3 separate regions of the Sus scrofa genome follow, and regions 2 and 3 are each linked to region 1. The links are chromatin contacts, called in public HiChIP or PLAC-seq maps. All regions are on one chromosome and are shown on one strand. The core of a region is the stretch at or near the end of the contact, and the rest is flanking DNA. Distances in the headings are between cores, read along the strand shown. Region 1 holds the start of TLR3 (toll like receptor 3). Region 2 holds the start of CFAP97 (cilia- and flagella-associated protein 97). Region 3 holds the start of ANKRD37 (ankyrin repeat domain-containing protein 37).

What was found. HiChIP or PLAC-seq counts read pairs in DNA pulled down with a chosen protein or histone mark.
Region 2: an H3K27ac HiChIP or PLAC-seq map of alveolar macrophages shows a contact between it and region 1. The contact joins the promoter of CFAP97 here to the promoter of TLR3 in region 1. A contact is called at or near these places in 2 of 5 promoter capture datasets (fetal skeletal muscle and liver), 2 of 47 Hi-C or Micro-C datasets (embryonic fibroblasts and omental adipose tissue) and 1 of 2 datasets of contacts at active chromatin or transcription factors (alveolar macrophages).
Region 3: a contact with region 1 is called in an H3K27ac HiChIP or PLAC-seq map of alveolar macrophages. The contact joins the promoter of ANKRD37 here to the promoter of TLR3 in region 1. A contact is called at or near these places in 1 of 47 Hi-C or Micro-C datasets (heart right ventricle) and 2 of 2 datasets of contacts at active chromatin or transcription factors (alveolar macrophages and skeletal muscle).

What each region holds. Positions count from the first base shown.
Region 1 is chr15:46,963,672-46,968,190 of Sscrofa11.1, reverse strand. It overlaps TLR3 (toll like receptor 3), which reads right to left and starts at 1,929. Exons shown (of 8, transcript NM_001097444.1): 1 at 1,876-1,929; 2 at 440-589.
Region 2 is chr15:46,254,865-46,259,383 of Sscrofa11.1, reverse strand. It overlaps CFAP97 (cilia- and flagella-associated protein 97), which reads left to right and starts at 1,906. Exons shown (of 7, transcript XM_021075563.1): 1 at 1,906-2,012. The coding sequence starts at 1,996.
Region 3 is chr15:46,443,402-46,447,920 of Sscrofa11.1, reverse strand. ANKRD37 (ankyrin repeat domain-containing protein 37) reads right to left here and starts at 2,132. Exons shown (of 5, transcript XR_002339222.1): 1 at 1,786-2,132; 2 at 1,502-1,654; 3 at 563-654. LRP2BP (LRP2 binding protein) reads left to right here and starts at 2,265. Exons shown (of 11, transcript NM_001243566.2): 1 at 2,265-2,331; 2 at 2,334-2,349. The coding sequence starts at 2,318.

The DNA.
Region 1 (4,519 bases), core at 680-3,179:
TCATACTATTTTCTCATTCTCTTCACGTTTTTCCTTAATTTTTAAAATCATTTTTACTTTTTCCATTATAGTTGATTACAGTGTTCTCTCAATTGTACCGCAAAGTGCCCTGTCATATATGTCACACATTACCCTCCATCATGTTCCATCACAAGTAACTGAATATAGTTCCCTGTGCTATACAGCAGGATCTCATTGTTTATCCACTCCAAATGCAATAGTTTGCATCAATTAACCCCAGACTCCCTATGTCCTGTTATTTTTTATTTCACCTAATCTGTTGCTACATTTCTAACTGTAAAGGCTAATCCTAAACCTCTCCTCCAGTACCATAAGGGTACTACCTCTATTTACCAACTAACACATATATTAAAATAATATAACAAACATATTACAGTGTATGCAATACATTCCCCTCACTTGTCTAGGTGATGTTTACCTCTTCTGGAAGGGTTGTAGTTAGAGAGCAGAAATACTGAGAAGGACTATGCCGTTGACAAAACACATAAGGACTGAAAGATATTCATTCCCAGATCTGAAGATATACTTCACCTGATGGACAAGACTCATCAAATGCTAGGCAGGGTGACTGAAAAAGGAAAAATACACAGAATGTTATGAAACTTCAGAACTGTAACCATTCACATGTTAAAAAAAAAAAAAAAAAAAAAAACCTTTTTAAAACCTTCTGAGGAGAACATGTGTTCAATTACTTCCAAAGGAAAGATCTGGAAAGCTGCAGAACTTTTCATCAACAATATGAGCCACTAGAAAACAATCATGCTAAGCTGTCAAAACTTTCAGGGGAAATAATTTCGAACTCCGAATTTCATATCCAGCTGAAAGATTAAAGATGAGGTTAAAAATTATCTTGAGATATGCACAGACTCAGAAAGTTTATCTCTAGGCAACCTGCGTGAAAAGTTATCCTGAAATGTGCTTCAGTGAAACAAACAAAAACACAGGGAGAGAATGAAATGAGAGTGAAGAGTTGATGTTGCATGAAATGTAACAGAAACAAAGCAGGCTTAAAAGAGATGAAAAGCAGATTACTCACACATTTCATTGTTCGAGTGAAAGACAACGTTGCATCATGGTTGGATGTGCTGTCTGGAGTCAGGCTGCTTAGAGTCAATCACATTGACAGTTTGGCTTGTACAGTTTGGTTTGTAAGTTCACAGGATTTCTCCCCTAATGTATGCAGATAAACCTATACGCAGACACACACTAACACGCAATCCTAATGTAAAGTTGGGAGGCAGATTCCTGAAACCAAGACTGCATGAGTCTCACTTATCCAGATTTCCGACCTTTCTACACATCTGCACATCTTTCCATGTCTCCTCTTCCTCCATTTTCCTTTCTGACGCCAAAGAAAGCCATTTTCTCACACCTAGGAACACCTGAAGTGTTTTCTCCTTGTCAAGCCCATGACAAAATGCCAGCTCCCAACTCCTCTCCAGCCAAGAAAGGAGATAAACTCTGTTCAGCCCATGGGGTTTTGTATCTTTAAGACAAAATGTGATTTTTTTTTTTAAAAAGGCTGTGGCAAACTGATTTCCATCACTTCCCAAACATGTTTCCCAGTTATAGAACACCACAAAGGAAAAAAAAAAAAAAAAAACACTGCATAAAATGATTTATCACGTTAATTAGAAGTTCATTAATTACTGTTAATTACTGTCGCTTGTCCTCTGAGTTAGGATAGAGTTCTCCCCACCCATCTCACCTCCCTTTTCTTCTCTCCTTGCTGAATGATTCTGACTAGATCTCAAGCACCAGATCAAAAAAAGAGCCAAGAATGCTAAAACCAACGTGCCTTCTAGCTTTACCAAATATGAGAGAGCCTATCCCAGTGAGATTAAAATATTTACCTTCATTTACTCTGACAACAGCTGGCCATTCCTTTTTTCTTTAGTCCAATTCCAGTCGTTTTCATCTGGGAAGTGTGGCAAGTTTGCTGCAATCTTGAAAGTGAAACTAAAGTTAAAGAAAAAAAAAAAAAAAACACGTTGGTACCGTCTAAGAAGGACAAAGGAAAAAAACCCACAATCTCAGCCGGAGGTGTTTTACATTGTACCATTAAAATGCCTTGTTTATCTTCTTCAGGTACAGTCCCTTTGGGTTTTATTAAAAGGTCACAGGTTTAGTAACAGAGAAAGTTGAAAGGATTAAGACCTCACCCTTTGATGTGGGCCGGGCTTATACTCAGGAGGTTAATGAATATCTGAGAGTGAATTCCTCTTTTTTTTTTTTTAAACAAAGTCTGATGTGTGACTGTCAGCATTTAGTAGAGTGCAGTCAATGGAACAGAAAAAAAAAAATAACCTCAATTCCTTATCAAAGCTAAGAACTTTCACTTATCTCATTCTTAGCAACCTTGTGAAGACAAATAATGCAGAAATTAACCTTTTTTTTTTTTTTTTCTTTCTTTTTAGGGCCATATTGCGGCATGGGTATGTGGAATTTCCCAGGCTAGGGGGTCTAATTGGAGCTTCAGCTGCTGGCTTACACCACAGCTCACTGCCATGCCGAATCCTTAACCCACTGAGGAGGCCAGGGATGGAACCCTTGTCTTCACGGATCCTAGTCAGGTTCGTTACTGCTGAGTCAAGACGGGAATTCCAGAAATCAACCTTTTCTTTTTTTCTTTCTTTATTTTTTTCGTCTTTTGTTGTTGTTGTTGCTATTTCTTGGGCCGCTCCCGCGGCATATGGAGGTTCCCAGACTAGGGGTTGAATCGGAGCTGTAGCCACCGGCCTACGCCAGAGCCACAGCAATGCGGGATCCGAGCCGCATCTGCAACCTACACCACAGCTCACGGCAACGCCGGATCGTTAACCCACTGAGCAAGGGCAGGGACCGAACCCGCAACCTCATGGTTCCTAGTCGGATTCGTTAACCACTGCGCCACGACGGGAACTCCCAGAAATCAACCTTTTGATCAAAGAAGAGACCAAGTTTCAGAGTTCCCGTGGTGGCTCAGTGGTAATGAACCTGACTAGGATTCCTGAGGATTCGGGTTCCATCCCTGGCCTTGCTCAGTGGGTTAAAGATCCAGTGTTGCTGTGAGCAGATATGGTTCAGATCCCGTATTGCAGTGGCTGTGGCATCGGCTGACAGCTCCAATTCGACCCCTAGCCTGGGAATTTCCATAAGCCCCAGTTGTGGCCCTTAAAAAAAAAAAAACCAAAATCCCCATTTTATTTTTATGAAGAGGTACAGACTTCTAGCTACAAAATAAATATATTGCATAGGGAATATAGTCAATAATATTGGAAATTTGCATGGTAACAGATGCTTACTAGACTTATTGCGATCATTTCATAATGCATATAAATATCAAATCACTATGTTGTACACATGACACTAATATAATATGATATGTTAATTCTGATTCCCAAAAAACCTTGCCGTGGGTTTATAATGTGAGAAGTATATTATGGACCTAGAAGACCAGTTACATTGGCTTTAGAAAATTAGTTAGACAGCAAATTTTTTTTTTTTTTTTTTGGCTGTACCTACAGCATATGGAAGTTCCCAGGCCAGAGATCAAACCTGAGCCACTGCAGTGACAAAGATGGATCCTCATTCCTGGAGCCACCATGGAACTCTGGATAGACAGTCGTTTTGAAGTGCTCACTGGTCTTCCTTCACAGCCACCGTTCAGAAAGGACACAGTCCTGCTCTGTCGTGTTTAAAATTCTAGAAGGCATTTCTTTTTCTCTTTTTTTGAAATCTTTCTCTAAAGTAAAGGTACAATCCCTCTTACAAGCGTCACTTCTATATCAGCACACTGAGCTTCAGCTGGTTGACTCTAAGTTGCCCACCAGACAACAAACTCAGCAAGAACCTTAATGAGAGAGGAATAACACTGTCCTTCCTGTTACTCTCACTCACATCTACTAAGCAGGACTGAACTTGAACTTCCCCTCTGAAAAAGAAAGCAATATTCGATGCACAGAGCTTCTAGCTCAACTTGAACTTTTATTTATTTTTTATTTTTTTATTTTTTATTTTTGTAACTGTACATGAAAAATGGTGATCTCTTCCAGCTGTTATAAATCTGTGAGGTGGATTCGAGTGAATGGGGTCTCACTCTCCTTCACTGACTGCCTCATGAAATGTTGAAGGGTTCTTCAAACTCTATGTCTTAAACTTTTTTATGTTATTTATTATTTTTTAAATTAAAATATAGTTGATTTATAATGTGCCAATTTCTGCTGTACAGCAAAGTGACTCAGTCATACATATATGTCCATTCTTTTTCTCATACTACCTTCCATCATGGTCTATCCCTAGAGATTGGATATAGTTCCCTGTGCTGTACAGTAGGACCTCATTGCTTATCCATTCTAAATGTAACAGTGTGCCACCAACCCCAAGCTCCCCGTCCATCCCACTCTCTCCCCCCCTTAATTTGATATTCATTTATTAATATAAAAAATAAAATTCTAGACCCAACTTCACGTTCATGCTACATTTTAAACATCCTAATTAAGTATGAACAGATTGCTGG
Region 2 (4,519 bases), core at 657-3,156, 710 kb after region 1:
TCAAAATGCATTATGAAGACAGAAAGGAAATGGAGTTCCTGTCTTGGCGCATGGGGTTGGAATCCGACTAGGAACCATCAGGTTGCAGGTTCAATCCCTGGCCTCACTCAGTGGGTCAAGGATCCGGCATTGCCGTGAGCTGTGGTGTAGGTAGCAGATGTGGCTCGGATCCCGAGTTGCTGTGGCTCTGGTGTAGGCCAGTCACTACAGCTCCGATTAGACCCCTAGCCTGGGAACATCCATATGCCACAGGAGCGGCCCTAGAAAAGGCAAAAAGACAAGAAAGAAAAGAAAAGAAAAGTCAACTCCTTAGTGAGACTCCTTGGGAAAGTTCCTAACTTTCTTTACACTTTCATGTAAAAAAGATTAAGTACCTATTGGATTCATTTATTGCTGCTATAACAAATTACTGCAAATTAAATGGTTTAAAACAACACAAATTTATACTCTTACCATCCTAGGGGTCCAAAGTGCACAAAAAAGGTACGAACTGGGCTGCATTTCTTCCGGGAGCTTCAGGGAGAATTCCTTTCTTTCTCTTCCTCAGCTTCCAGAGGTGCCTTGCACTCCTTGGATCACTGCCTCTTACATCACTCTGACATCTTGCTGCCTTTTATTTTTTTATTTTTATGTTTAGGGCTGCACCCACACATATGGAAGTTCCTAGGCTAAGGGCTGAATCAGAGATACAGGCTGGCACCCTACATCACAGCCACAGCAGCAGGGATCCAAGCCCATCTGGGACTTACACTGCAGTCCACAGGCAACTCCTGATCCTTAACCCACTGATGGAGGCCAGGGATTGAATGCGCATCCTCATGGATATTAGCCACAGTGAGAACTTCCATTTTTTAACTAAAAAATGTTCGCAGTTTATTGAGGTATAATTAACACATAATATTGTATAAGTTTAAAGTGTACAACAAAATGATTTAGGTACATATTACAAAATGATCACAACTCTAGTTACCATTGGTTAACAACCTCACACACATACACTTTTTTTTTTTTTCTTAGGCAGAAAATTTTTAAGATCTATTCTTTCAGGAAACTTCAAATATACAACACAATATTAACTAAAGTCACCATGCTATACATTACAACCTCTTGCTTATGTGACCCTGTCTCTTATTACTGACTTCAAAGTTCTTGTAAGTACCCTTGGGATTACATTGAGTTCACCTGAAATAACCTAGGTTGACTTTCCCATCTCAAGATCCTTAATCACAGAGCAAAGTCCCTTCTGCCACGTGAAGCAGCATAGTCACAGGTTCTGGGGATTAGAAGGTGGACAACTGTGAGGGGTTATTGTTCTACCACCCCTACTATGTGCCTGTGAGTTCAAAAACGAAAAATTGCAGCATTTAAATATATTGGACAGAAATCATTTTTCTCTTAGACGGTTTTAACTACAAATTTCATTTACCAGTAATTAGAGTACTTCCTAACACATTACCAGCCAATCGCCCGTTGAACTAACTAGTTGTTTGACCTGAACACTGCTGATACAATCACATAGTCGCCTACATATTTATTATTGCTGTTGTTGTTTGGGTACGAAATTACAGGAGAGAGCAGCTTTCCTTACTAAACCAGCAACCTTAACCTCCAGGCCCACCCGCACTGCCACTGACAGCGGAGGGGGCAGCAGGGAACACCTTGACCGTGCACCGGTCGGCTGAGGGTCTGGGGGTTTCTGTCTTCCTGCGTCCCTTCCAATTCGAGAGGAGAGTCGCCGGCCCGGCCTCGAGCTCCCCGCCTCCCAGGGCTGTGGGGGCCCACCGCGCTCTGCGACGCCCGCCACGAGGAGCCGCTCCACGCCAAGCGTCTGGGACAGCCCGGTTCCCGCAGGACTCGCCCTGCCCGCTGCGACTTCTTTCCCTTTCCGCTCCGTCCGCCTCCGGAAGCTCCGGCCGCCTCGGCGCGAGGAGGAGGCTGCGGGAGCGCGTGCGCGTGCGCGAAGCCGGAACGCCGCGGCGGCGCGGGGCGGCTGCCATGGCCGCGGCGTCCAGGTGAGCGCGTGCGAGGGACCCCTTCCTCCCGCCGCGGCGTGCCAGCCCCGGTTCGGGATCCGTTTTCTTTTCCGGAGCCCAGGCTGCGGCTAGCAAGCGGGGTCGGTATGCGGAAGCTGGTGTGGGACGTTGGGAAGGTGGGCCGGCCAGGGCCCCCCACCCCTCCGGCCCGGGCAGCCCCTTGGGCTGCGGGTGTAACCGCAACAGAGGCATCTGGGCTGCGGAGCCGTGGGCCCAGACCCCCAGCCGCCGGGATGGGAGGGCTCGGTTTACCATCGGGGCGCATTCGAGGGTGGTGTGGGGGTCGGCTCGGCCCTGAATTAAGATGTGGTCGCCACCAGGATGCCGGTTCCGATCACCGCCGCGCACCTCCGCGGGCTTAACCCGGAACCCTGAGGCGGGAGGGGATGTCAGTTATCAGCTACCTCGCGGGGTCAGGAGGGGGTTCTGAAAGGAATCTGAGCTCTTGGAAAACAGTTTACTTTGGGCGGAGATTTTCGTGTACCCAGTTGGTTCCCTTCTTTGGATCAAATCATACATCTCACTACAGAAATGTAATGTCACGGTATCAAAATGACAGTTTTAAAAAATGCCAGATTCTTATGTGCGTTTTCCTAATGTAACATGAAACCGTTAATATTTCTCCTGGAGGCTCTGCAGAGCTGAACAAACGGTGAGCATCCAAGTGACTCCCGGTAGCTTTGGCAAATACTTGTCTTCCTTGAGCACCAGCAGGGTTACTGTGGTGAGGTGAACTGTCATTTAATTTTTACCCTTTCCCAGTATGTTGTAAAGAGAAACGTTACTGTCTTATTAAATCTATATTTTTTTTATTCTCTAATGCAAATTAAATCTCATTAATTTTTAAATGAATGTTACCAAAAGGATTGGTTAGTGGATGGGATAGGTGGATAATTTTTCCGTAAATTAACTCGCCTGAATGTGTAAGTCCTTAAAAGTAGCCCATCTGTTGGATGTTATTAACCTAAATTTAAACCGGAAAAGTCTCCCAGGCACTGGACTATGCATCCCCTATCTTGAACTGCGATCACATAGATGCTTACAACTACTGGGGACTACAGGAACCATGTAAATGCACATGAGGAGATAAGTGATGGGGGGAGGGGAGAAAACTATGGGAAACTCAAGGAAACTAGCTCAAGTGAAAGAGGTGCTTACTCAGCCTGCCAGCAAAGAGCAAAACTGGGGCTCAATCTTAAGACTCCTGACTCCAAACCCCTTCATCAGATAAACATTCCTGGAACGTAGTGTTTCTCAGGTCCTACTTTAGGCACCAGGACATAAAGATGAACATGATAACAGTCTGGGAAGAAGACAGACAAGGCAGGAAACAGCTGTGAAAAAAAAGGGATTTCAAAGAAGTATCTGTAATCATTTGGCTTATGGATGGACTGATACAGACCTAGTTCATGCTGGGTTGGGCAAGGCCATATCCTTCAAATGCATACATCCCCCCTGCAGCACCCCAGCAAATGGATATCCAGTCTTTGCTTCAGTGTTATTTAGCTTAATCTTAGATGGCAACCCATTCCTTTTTTTGGGGGGGGGTGTCTTTTTTTGCCATTTCTTGGGCCGTTCCTGCGGCATATGGAGGCTCCCAGGCTAGGGGTTGAATTGGAGCTGTGGCTACCTGGCCTAGGTTAGAGCCACAGCAATGTGGGATCTGAGCCTCGTCTGCGACCTACACCACAGCTCATGGCAACGCTGAATCCTCAATCCACTGAGCAAGGCCAGGGATCAAACCCGCAACCTCATGGTTCCTAGTCGGATTCGTTAACCACTGAGCCACGACGGGAACTCTGAACCCATTCCATTTTTGAGCAATTCTAATGTTAGAACAGCTTTCTTACATCTGTTGATACAAGTTCCACCTCTGGAACTACAAGTAACAACTCTAAAGCCTTTTTTTCATATCAGAGTCTTTCAAATATCTGAACCTACCCTTTCCCTTTATTCCTATGAGCCCTTGGTCTCTAATATTATAACTTAAATTCTAGACTCTTCACTGTAGCACCCAGAAGTAAGTGTTTTATTAAAAAAGTTGCTTGACCACACAGAATATAATGCAAGTTATCTTAAACTATATGTTGCTACCCCAGTGTGACTTAAAAACATACTAGTCTTTTGGTTTCCATGTCATGCTTTTGCTACATGGAGAGCCCCAGTTTTTTCAACTGAACCTTCTTTTAAAACTCAGTTGGCCTTTCCTCCTCTCCTTCCCCCCATTCTTTACTATTATTGTGTTTGGCTGTTTCAGAGTATCCCTCTCTGCTAGGTTTTTGGCTTATAAATTTTCCTCTGCTTGTTTCAGTTTAGTATAATCCTTCAGAGTGCTGACTCTAGCCAAACTGCCTGGAATCAAATCTCAGCTCTGCTGCTTTCTAGTTATGTGATCTTGAGAATGTTAGTTAACCTGTATGCCCCTCAGTTTCTATGTCTCCAACCTCAAAGTTGTTACCAGTATTAAATGAGTTGTCAGTGAAAAA
Region 3 (4,519 bases), core at 883-3,382, 520 kb after region 1:
AATGCGAACTTCTGTAGCATGGGTTTTCTTTTTTTTTTTTTTTTTTTTTCTTTTTTGTCTTTTTGCTATTTCTTGGGCAGCTCCCGCGGCATATGGAGGTTCCCAGGCTAGGGATTGAATCAGAGCTGTAGCCACCGGCCTACTTCAGAGCCACAGCAACACGGGATCCGAGCCGCGTCTGCAACCTACACCACAGCTCACGGCAACGCCGGATCGTTAACCCACTGAGCAAGGTCAGGGACCGAACCCGCAACCTCATGGTTCCTAGTCGGATTCATTAACCACTGCGCCATGACAGGAACTCCTGTAGCATGGGTTTTCTAAACCAGAACTAAAATATAATACTGACAAAACATGAACAGAATTACGTCTATGATTGCTTAGGATCCATTCTTTATTTATTCAAATTAACTAGTATTAGATATCATTAATAGCCTAAGGTGACATTTAAATGATAATACTAAATTATCAATTAGGCAAGCATCGTGTCATTAAACTGCAGGGATCTGATTAGTATAATCCAAGAAAATATAAAATTTGAAGCCACTGATTTCATACTTACTCAATTTGAGCATCACTGGCTACAAGCAGGCTGAGGCACTCCATGCTTCCAACTTTTGCTGCCTTGTGTAGTGGAGCTTCTCCAAAAACATCCTTACAAATAAGACAGCACATTTTAGTCTCTCCCCAAAACGCTTGCTTGTGGAAGTTGCTGGGTAAAGTCTATTGTTTGAGGAAGCCAGTTAGAACTGTATTGTTCTGGACTGAATTTTTTAATTTTTTTTTTAAATAAAGTTCACTTGGTACCCTAATAAATAGAGTTGTCATTAATAAAAACATGTGCAGCCACAGCTACATTCATTAAATTTTAAGTGAATAACAGCGAAATCGAAATCTATAAAAGTAAAAATTACAATTTAAAATTCACCATGCTTTAATATTCAGTGGAAGATGCAAACTACCTTCAGTTCTGTAAGAAATTATATTGTTTATGAGCATGAGTCACAAGTATGTCAGTAGCTACCCTGAGACTTCATTTGGTAATGGAGCAATTGTTCCTTTGGAAATGAATCGTAGACCTTCGAAATGCTGTCCGGTATATTAACCAGCAGCCCAACATATGGCTAATGAGCACCTGAAATGTGGCTAGTCTGAATTGAAATGTGCTATAAATGTAAAATACACACCGGATTGAGAAGACACATCAAAAGAAAATGTAAAATACTTAACAGTAATGTTTTATATTGATTACATATTAGAATGATATTTTGGATTAATTAGGTTAAATTACTAAGACTAATTACAAGTTTCGTTTTACTTCATTAATATGGCGACTAGAAAATTTTAAGTTACCTATGTGTCTCACTTATTTCTATTGGACATCGCTGAGACGGTCAAGTTCATGAAAGTGAAACCACTAAATATCCTGGTGCCTAAGAATTGTTTGAGGGGATTTGGGGTGGAGGGGAGGGTTGCACACAACAATCAGTTACCTAGTTACCTGTTGGTTGAGGTCAGCGCCAGTCTGCAGTTGCCAAAGAAGAAAGCAAGAAAGGCCGCCACCTGCAGCCAGGTGGACAGGCGACTGCTCACAGGGATCCGGAGGTGCGTTGACGGAGGCCCCCGTCTCTAGCAGTTGCTTCAGAATATCTACCTGCGAGAAGAGAACAGCTCCAGCACCATTCTTGCCTTTGTCCAGGCTCACGCCCTCCCAAAATTGAACATCCTCCCCCCTGCAAAAATTTTCCAGCTCTGAAGACACAGGGTCCATTGATCCACCATTACCTTAGCTAGCGCTCCCAAGAAGTCAGACCTCCGGAAGCTTAAACCTGCAGGACAAAAGCGGCCTGAGTCTCACCTCTGGGTTGCTATCAAGCAACTGCATTTCCCGCCTAAAGTAGTGGACTGGAGTCCTTGGGAGAGCAAAACGGTGGGGCACTCGTTGCAAACAGGTAAGAGTGCACAAGCTGCCTAAGAGCAGGAGAATTTAAAGATCGCCAGGGCCAGCGGGCCAGCCCCTCCCCGCCGCGCCCCAACTCTGGTTGAGCCCTAGCTGCCCAACCCTTGGCTTCCGGGCCTTTCTCCGCCCAGCTGCAGCCGCACGTACACAAAACACTGGCACGTGCAACCGGGAAGCCAGAGAGGCTGGCGGGGAGGAAGGAGGCGGAGGCAGCGCGGATCCGCCAGACGATTGGCCAGCGGTGGAGCTGTTAGGTCCGCCCACCCTGAGGCGGGGCCCTGGGCCGCTCCCCCGGAGTCCCGGTGCGCGTGCGCGGTGAGCGACGGCAGTCTGCGCGGCTGGAATGCAGCGCCCGCCATGAGGCGTGCGGAGTCCCCACGTCGGACGCGGTAGTTCCCAGCTCTAGTGCTTTTGGGGAAACGGGAGTCGCGGGCGGAGGTTTTGGTTTCTGCTGGCACGCACGTAACCAGGAAACGAGGGAGCTACGAGGCGCTCCGTGGCAATACCACCTTTGGAAGCTACCACGCGTGGGGCTGACGCCTTGGCCGCAGCCTCCAATTCTTTAGCTGCACGTTCAGAGTTGCCCGAGGCTTCGCTCTGTCCCCTGGGCCCTGGACACTTGGGGAAGAAAGCGGGATCTGGGGGTTTGGGGGTAGGTGGAGGGGCGACTGCCTCTTGGCTGCTCTGGGGGAAAGCTGGGTTGGGGGAAAGGCTCTCCTGGAGCTCTTTATACTGTTTAGCTGGAGTCATTCCTTTTTGTAAAACTTTAGAAAAAGACTTCCTCACTTCAGACTGTAGCCAGTGACTCGCACATCTAATCTCTGAACTCTTTCCTCAGCACTTTTTTTTCCCCAGATTAATCCTGCTAAAAGCTACAGCTGCAGCCATATATTTATTTTCCCTAACATCTTCAGTGATCTCCTTCTATCTACTGACATCTTTGAAAGCAGGAGTGAAAAATAATTTATTGCTATACTTTTAGAGGACAAGCTTGTTCTCTGAGATCGGTGTCCTTTTAGTTCCAATTGTTGGTTATAGTTTATTGTATATTTTGTAAGAGCCATAAAGTAATTTGGTAGTAATTCATAGTACTGAACTATGCACTGGTCCAAGGTGTCGACTGAGAAAAATGCACAACGTGGGAGTTGTGGGTTCAGTTTTTTATTCAAGACTTTACTGAGGACTCTAGCCCCGGAGACAGCCTTCAAATAGCTCTGAGGAACTGTTCCTAAGAGGTGGTTAGGAGACTAGTTTACATGTGATTTTTTTTGTTAGGAAATCCATGCAGTTAACATGTATCTTGGTAAAAGATCACTGCTAGTCACAGAGAACAAATAGCTCAGCTTAATGATTGTAGTGTTTTTCTATGCATGGGAAGGTGCAAAAGCAGAGTTTGTTAAAATTCTTGGTGAAATGTGTCTAACTGCCTGAAGGCTTGTTTGTCCAAAGCACAGAGCATCCCTTTATCACCTTTAATTTCCTCTGTCTGAAGCAGAGTGCCCATCATGGCATCATCTTAATCTCTCTGAGGCATCAATTGCACTGTTGGCCCATGGCTGCAGCAGGTTAATCTTGAAGACTTGGATGGTGAGCAAATTGCTCTTTGCTCTTTTGTTTCCAAGGGGTAGTTTTAAACATTTATACGCATACTTGAACATAAACATGTATATTTGTGTTCAAACATATTATAGAATCATGCTTGTGTTCTGTTTTTTATGTTTAAACTAGTCACAATACCTTGTTTATATTTAAAGAATGTGAGAGATATATGAGAATACCTGTCCATGTTGCCAATTTTCCTTTTCTCGTGTTTTTCAATTCGATAAGCACTATTTTTCAAAGCATATATTAAGCTTCAGGTTTACACAGATGTTCATTATCAGGAATTCCTAACTAATAGAATTATTATGAGAGCGTTCCTAGAGTTCTGGACATAGGTATTGCAGTTAACATATGCAATGGGATATTTGTGTGATGCTACACATCCATATTGCATCCTTTTTCTTGAAAACAAGATTCTGTTCAGCATGCATTGAATCTTGTAACTATTGTTAGCTGCCTATTACGTATGTAATTTTCACGAGGAAAGAGAATTTTGTGAGTAGTTGTTAAAGCTTTTGCCCCTTTAATCACTGCACACCTGTCCATTGCTCATAATGTTTCAAAAACATTCTTTATATGTCAGCTAAGTATCTGGTTTACTCTTAGAAATGGGCCTAAAAGCTTTCTAGAAACTAAACAAAGCTGGTAGAGTACAAAAAATATACAGAATAAATACATTTGGGGGACAATATCTTACTGGCAAGTAACTGGAGTTTTTTACTAAACATGTAGCCGGTAGGATCAATTTTCTAGAGTGGAAGATGGTCTAAGATGCATATTCAACAGGCACTCTTCTAAGAATTGATAATTCTGCTTATGCTTAATTTGCTGATAGATGTGTTTCCAGAAGGAATATACCATTTTAGAGGGAATGTTTTAAAAAGAAAAATGTTGGGTGATGGCTAAGTGACCAAATGAGTCTTGAAAGGGAAGCGCTTTCCTAGGTAGTCCAGGAGG